2 separate regions of the Danio rerio genome follow, and region 1 is linked to region 2. The links are chromatin contacts, called in public Hi-C maps. All regions are on one chromosome and are shown on one strand. The core of a region is the stretch at or near the end of the contact, and the rest is flanking DNA. Distances in the headings are between cores, read along the strand shown. Region 1 holds the start of smad6b (SMAD family member 6b). Region 2 has its middle 9.7 kb from the start of snapc5.

What was found. A called contact is a pair of places that touch in the nucleus more often than the background predicts.
Region 1: a contact with region 2 is called in a Hi-C map of embryo, with 1.7 times the contacts expected there. The contact joins the promoter of smad6b here to the enhancer-like site in region 2. A contact is called at or near these places in 1 of 18 Hi-C or Micro-C datasets (embryo) and 1 of 4 datasets of contacts at active chromatin or transcription factors (embryo).

What each region holds. Positions count from the first base shown.
Region 1 is chr18:21,033,420-21,037,106 of GRCz12tu, forward strand. smad6b (SMAD family member 6b) reads left to right here and starts at 1,849. Exons shown (of 4, transcript NM_001045051.2): 1 at 1,849-3,338. The coding sequence starts at 2,555.
Region 2 is chr18:20,885,723-20,889,480 of GRCz12tu, forward strand. No RefSeq gene overlaps it. Among named protein-coding and RNA genes, the nearest start is that of snapc5, 9.7 kb to the left of the region's middle. Within about 2 kb of position 2,044, at least 25 of the 62 cell types and tissues checked have an H3K27ac peak or open chromatin away from gene starts, as enhancers often do.

The DNA.
Region 1 (3,687 bases), core at 599-3,098, 150 kb after region 2:
AAGGTGCATTGTGTTTGCATGAATGTATTCCATCCCAGGCTACTCAGGACAGGATATTACTATATTTAAGGTCTTTTTGAGGGGGGTTGCATCTCACAGCGTGACCCACTGCTGGAATTCACACCCCAATGAGAGCAGCTCACACCTCATGAGGTCATTCTATGGAATTTCCAACTTCCCATATACTGAAAATTCCTCATGTGCAGGTAACGCATTCTCTGCATCATGCAATAACAAAAACTATTTCAGAATCGGATCCACATGTTTTTGTCAGGTATCTAAATAGATTGCAGTTACAGATGCACATGTAGAAAATAAGTAAAACCGTTTATAAGTATGTTCACAAGCATGAGAAGTAAAGGTAATGCATAGTTTATTAGCGGGAGCTCTATATGTGATATATGATGCACTGTAAAAAAGGCAGGGTTCAATACAATTAATTCATGTTGTCCCAACACAAATTGATTAAGACAACTTAACACTTAGCAAATTTATGTGGATTGAACAAAAAAATTAAGTTGTCCTAATAAAATCTCAATAATTGTGTTATTTCAGCTCATTTTAATTAAGTAGTCTGAACAAGTAAAAAAATGCAATTAATTAATATTACAAATAATATATATATATATATATATATATATATATATATATATATATATATATATATATATATATATATATATATATATATATATATATAAATATATATATATATATATATATATATATATATATATATATATATATATATATATATATATATATATATATATATAAAAAATATATATATAGACAATGTGTGTATAGACAATGAATAGTCAGGAAGAAACAGATTTATTGAAAATTTAAAATTTTTAAACTAAAGTAAAATTGAATATTCTTAGAAAGCTGTTTTTTTCTACAGCAAGTTGCCATTTCATGTTGAGACTATTTTGTCCTAGTGATTTTGTTCTGAGACCATTCTGTAGACCATTTCAATGTGGTCATGCCATTGGCCCATGAACATTTTTGCTTGTTATCAAACTATTTCATGACTGCAATAAGAAGCAATTTAATCATAACTTATTGTTGAAACAGTCATAACATAAAATCATAACATTATTGATTAAAATGTGGCTCTTTTTGGATTCTCGGAAGCTAAATGAAAATTTTAAAACAAGAAACACATTGGGACCGTTGTTTTTGTTTACATCCTTCAAAATGGTCTATATTAACAGTCAATATACTGCAAAGTTTCTCTTTTCAAATTCATATTTTTTCCAGAACATTTCATTGACCATAAAATATACACATAATCGTCATGCATCCGGACCTATAGGTGTCAGTATAAAGCTGAAAACTACTTGAAATAAGATGCCACAAAATAAAAATTAAAACTTTCTGGAGGAATCTATAAAGGGGTTTTTACTATGTAGTATAACTTATTTTTTTGCTCATGCATATTACGTATTATTGTTATTTTGCATTTTTAAGAATAAAAATAAATTGCACAACACTTAACATAAAGTTATGACCGCAGTAAAGTTGCATTAACATCATCATCTTGAAAATGTTTGTTAAATAGCATCAGATTTTTACATTGGTTGTAATTTACGCGAAGTTTTTTTTTCTTTGCTTGGAATAAACAATTATCTTAGTTAGGATATATGAAGAAAAAAGAAATAGATGGATGTTATGCCTTTAAGAGTTAAGAAACTTGAAACCTTGTTTGCGCAACAATCAGTGCAGCTCAGAGCCGCCAAAGTGTCTAGACTAGCACATGATGGTAGTCAGCCAATGGCTCCATCGCTCTCCTCGGGGGCCCTGTGTGTGTGCGTATGTGTGTGTGTATGTGTGTGACAGGGGGAGAAAAAAAGGAAAAAGGGAGAGAAACGGAGAAAGAGAGAGATATCTGGGTTGCAGTTTGACCAGGTCTGAACACGGAACCAGGAGCACATTATAAGTCTACGGATTGTTCCTTTTCTGGCCCCGGCGCGCGCACAAGGATATTTTTGGATCGCAAAAAAGAGAGCGCGCTGGAATTGTGGAAAAACAACCGGAATAGTGAATTCTGCAAGGAATTGTCTGTGGATTTAATTCGCCGAGGAGCAGCTTCATTCATGTCTCCAGACCCGCTGTTGAAGAGTGGATTTGAACGTGTTTCAAAGTCCGAAAACATTTAAGAGCGCGCGACTAGAGTAGATTTTCGCCTGGGGTTTTTTGACATCACATTTATTTGATGTAGTTAAAACCCGTAGTGCATTTTAAATCTGGAAAAAAACATCATCGGACTCTTGGTCCACTTTCCAAACATGGTTCACATGTAGGCTTCTTGACAGCGTTCTTGTAAAATGAATGCGTTTCGCTATGCGGTAGTTTGACGATTTCTGTTTTTAATGCAATATAGCATTGTGCCTTCCAAACTAATGTTGTGGCTTTGCCACCGATATACGGTGCTCGGCTGTGCACGCGCTGCACGGCATTCGGCCAACATTAATGTTGCACGAGCTCAGAAATAGTTTCAAATCGCTGAGATCTGAACGTAAATAACTCATCTAGAGTTTCAAGTTGTCGTATGTTCAGGACGAAACGCTCAGGTCTTGTGCGGCGACTCTGGAGAAGCCGTTTGATTCCAGATAAAGAGGGGGGCGATGGATATGGCAAAAGCGGCGAGGGGTCTCGAGACGATCTGCTTGGCACCAACCCAGAGAAAATTCCCAAGACGGAGTTCAGACCGATGACCCCGAGCGGGTCGCCTAGCGTGGACTATGGGGAAGTGTGTACGAGGAATCCCGCTGAGAGCAGCGGCGGTGGCACCTCAGGGGGCTTTTTGGACCAAGATGGGGGTACGGTATGTACGGTGGGAAGCCCTCGGTCTGTGCAGGACAGCGATTGTAGAACAGTCACTTGCTGTTTATTCAAAGATCGGGACCATCATTCTGGATCTAGAAGTCCGGAGCCAGGCTCGTGCCAGTTTGTGCTGAGGAACATTGGCTCTTCACGGGACCCCGGTCCTCTGGAGAGCCAGGAGTCGAAACCTCGCTCCGTCATGGAGCAGGAGCTCAAGACCGCCACCTATTCACTATTAAAAAGGCTAAAGGAGAAAACCTTGGATACTTTGTTGGAAGCTGTGGAGTCAGGCGGGATGCCGAGCGACTGTGTGATGGTATCGCGGACCGAGCTGCGGTTAGGCGGCCACATGGCTCCTCCACAACTGCTTATCTGTAAGCTTTACCGGTGGTCTGACCTGCAGCACACGGCCCAGCTAAAAGCGCTCTGTGAGTGCAAGAGCTTCGGAGCTCAGGACGGTCCGGTAGTGTGCTGCAATCCATATCATTACAGCCGACTCTGTGGGCCAGGTAAGCGAAGGTCCTGTCGACGATTGTATCTAAAAGTATTTTGCTTTACACCTGCTGTTATGCCAAGGGCTTTCCTTAGGGTTCCCCTAACGGTTGCGTTGAAGCCGTGCTATTGCAGTGATTCATGTACTACAGAATGCCATTGATAAAATGAGTGCAACAGCAAAGAATTAAGAGTTGCTTGTTAGTGTGTGAAGTATTTGTCCTCAGTCAAATGACAGCTTAACGTTTCAGTTAATGAACTACATTAGGCTATAGGCTACCCAACTCCACAGCTCTGTAGTGCCGCTTTATTTTCCAACAATCAAGTTTCTCCAGGAAACTAAATAGCTTAATTGGCAGAAATAAG
Region 2 (3,758 bases), core at 794-3,293:
ACAAAAAGGATTTTGAGAGTCTCCATGTTTGATTTTGTTTTTATATACACAATTATGCCGTCAAACTGTTGTATAAACGCAATATCACACTCATAGCAGTGCGATATGGCTGTATATCGGCAACGCACCCCTCCCACCAGTGCCGATATACAGCCATATCGCACTGCTGCTCGTGTGATATTACTCATATATGAATTCAGAATTATTAGCCACCCTTTTAATTTTTTTTCTTTTAAATATTTCCCAAATTATGTTTAGCAGGGCAAGGAAATTTTCACAGTATGTCTGATCATATTTTTTTCCTCTGGCGAAAGTCTTACTTGTTTTATTTAAGCTAGAATAAAAGCAGTTTTTATTTTTTTTATGAACTATTTTAGGGTCCAAATTATTAGCCCCTTTATGCTATTTTTTTTCTCGATAGTCTACAATACAAACCATCATTATACAATGACTTGCCTAATTACCCTATCCTGCATAGTTAACCTAGTTAACCTATTTAAGCCTTTAAATGTCACTTTAAGCTGTGTAGAAGTGTCTTGAAAAATATCTAGTAAAATGTTATTTACTGTCATCATGGCAAAGATAAAATAAATCAGTGATTAGAAATGAGTTATTCAAAATATTATGTTTAGAAATGTGTTGAAAAATGCTCTTTTTTAAACAAAAATTGGGGGTAAAATTAACAGGGGGGCTAATAATTCAGGGGGCTATTAATTCTGACTTCAACAGTATATAATACATGCACATACAAAACTAACACGTTTTGTTACATAGATATTTAAATTTATACAGAATTTGTACAATATCTATATTTTATGTCTAAATATAAATAAACATTTTCTCAAATATATGCATGCATTTGTGTATTAATATATGCATAATAAATGTACATGGCAGGCACACTTACATTAAATCCAAACAAACTTTTATTTTGGAAGTGATTAATTGTGATTTATCTTTGCCCAGCTCTTATATTTATTTCTTAAATCATTTAAACTCATGCACGTTGTTATACAATAATCATATTATGATTTTCTATATATATAAGCACAAACTAAAACTAAACTAAACTAAAATATTTTGTATCAAAGTTTCTATGTGTGTATATTAAATATACAGTTGAAGTCAGAATTATTAGCTCCCTGTTTATTTTTTCCTCCAATATCTGTTTAACAGAGTTTATGATAACTGATTTCTTTGCCATGATGACAGTAAATCATATTTTAATATATATTTTCAAGACACTTAAAGTGGCATTTAAAAGCTTAACTAGGTTAATTAGGTTAACTAGGCAGGTTAGGGTAATTAGGTAAGTCATTGTATAACGAAGGTTTGTTTTGTAGACTATCGGAAAAAAATTGCTTAAAAGGGCTAATAATTTTGGCCCTAAATTGGTTCATAATAAATGTAAAACTGGTTTGATTTTAACCGAAATAAAACAAATTAGACTTTCTCCAGAAGACAAAAATATGATCAGACATACTGTGAAAATTTCCTTGCTCTGTTAAACATTATTTGGGAGTTATTTAAAAAAGAAAAAAAATCAAATGGGGGCTAATAATAATTCTGACTTCAACTGTATATAAAACCATAAACTTGAAATAAAAATAAATAATGTATATAATAAAAAGAATTTGTTGCACACTTTTAATAAAATGAATATAAATAAATAACTAAAAATAAGTCGAGTGATGCCACAACGCAATGCACAAAATGATTTTTTTCCCCTTATGAATATGAGACGAAGTATAATATAACTCAGCCATTTCATGACAGGCATCTTGAGATATTCAAGATATTCTCATGCTGGGTTTAACTGTGGTCTCTGGCTCGGGGGACTAATGTGCTGCATATACCAATCTGCACCCCGCGGAGCCCCAGTTGCCTTCTCCCTGTCATCACTGGGGCCCGGTTGCCGCTGCAGGCATGCATTTTCTCTGAGTGAGGCCTTTCCTCGAGCTGGTGGCTGTTTGAGGCCTCTGCACTGCACCATTTGAAGGTGCTGGAGGATTGAGGAATGCAGAGGTCCAGGGGCCCTGCTAAAGGGAAAGAGGGCAAAGGGAGTCGGATTAAGCCAGCAGGATTGACCTTTGGACAGTCAAGTCAGGAAGTTGTGACTCAATTTCTCAAAGCAACCATGATGGCTGGAAAAAGCAACGCAAGTAGAAATATATCAAATATATACATGGCAACACTGTAAAAATAATCTGTCAAAAAAAAAAAACCTGATAATGCCCTGGCAGAAAATATTGATTTATTTACATTTTTAAATATATCACATAAATTTCAATTAATCAGTAATGAATCAGCAGTCAACATTTTAAGTGTATCAAAAACGATTTTCTAAATTGTCCTGAAACAATAAAGGGTGTTGTTCAATAGTTTTGGGACAACGTTGATAGGCTGTATAGTATATATACACTCACTGGCCATTTTATTAGGTACACCTTACAAGTACCGGGCAGGTTAGAACACCCTTTTGCACTCAGAACTGCCTCAATCCTTCGTGGCACAGATTCAACAAGGTACTGGAAATATTCCCCAGAGATTTTGGTCCATATTGACATGATGACATTACACAGTTGCTACAAATTTGTCGGCTGCACATCCATGATGCAAATCTCCTTTCCACCACATCCCAAAGGTGCTCTATTGGATTGATATCTGGTGACTGTGGAGGTCATTTAAGTACAGTGAACTCATTGTCATGTTCAAGTATCCAGAAACATGGCGCATTAGGCTGCTGGAAATAGCAGAAGATTAGTACACAATAGTCATAAAGAGATGGACATGGTCAGCAACAATGCTCAGGTGGGCTGTGGCATTGACACAATGCTCAATTGGCACTAACAGGCCCAAACTGTGCCAAGAAAATGATCACCCACAACATTACACAACCACCACCAGCCTGGACCCTTAATACAAGGCAGGATAGATCCATGCTTTCATGTTGCTGGAGCCAAATTCTGACCCTATCATTCGAATATCACAGCAGAAATGGAGACTCATCAGACCAGACAATGTTTTCCAATAACCTAATGACCAATTATGATGAGCCTGTGTGAATTGTAGTCTCGGTTTCCTGTTCCGGCTCCCAATGTGGTCTTTGCTGCTGTAGCCAGGATTGCTGGTTTAAGTCCTGGCTGGACCCGTTGGCGTTTCTGTGTGGAGTTCAGAATCAGAATATTCATTTTCATTGTACAAAATACAATGAAATTTATGTTTGCCCTTCCCTGCAATACAGTGCCAATTGTCTAAAACAACAACAATATCAAACAATACATAAAAAGGTAAAAAGGCAACAATAATTATAAAAGTAGTAACAATACAATGTTTGAAGTGTGTATAAAGTACATTTTCTAGCAGCTTTCAAGTTAAAAGGTGCGTAAGATATTTATTGTCCGTTCATTATTGCAACAGCCCTGGGATATGTACTATTTTTTAGTCAGTTTGTTTTTGCGTTTATGGTCTTGTATCACCTCCCTGAAGGTAACAGTTGAAATAGATGGTGTGCTGGATGGGATGAGTCCTTCAGGATGTTGCATGCTTTGCTGTAGCACCGGGCTTTAATCAACTCCTCTAAGGAGGGAAGAGCGCAGCTGATGATTTTATGCACTGCGTTGGCATGGGTGTCCTCCAGGTGCTCCGGTTTCCCCCACAGTCCAAAAACATGCGCTATAAGTGAATTGGGTTAACAAAATTGGCTGTAGTGTATGAGTGTGAATGAGTATGTATGGGTGTTTCCCAGTACTGGGTTG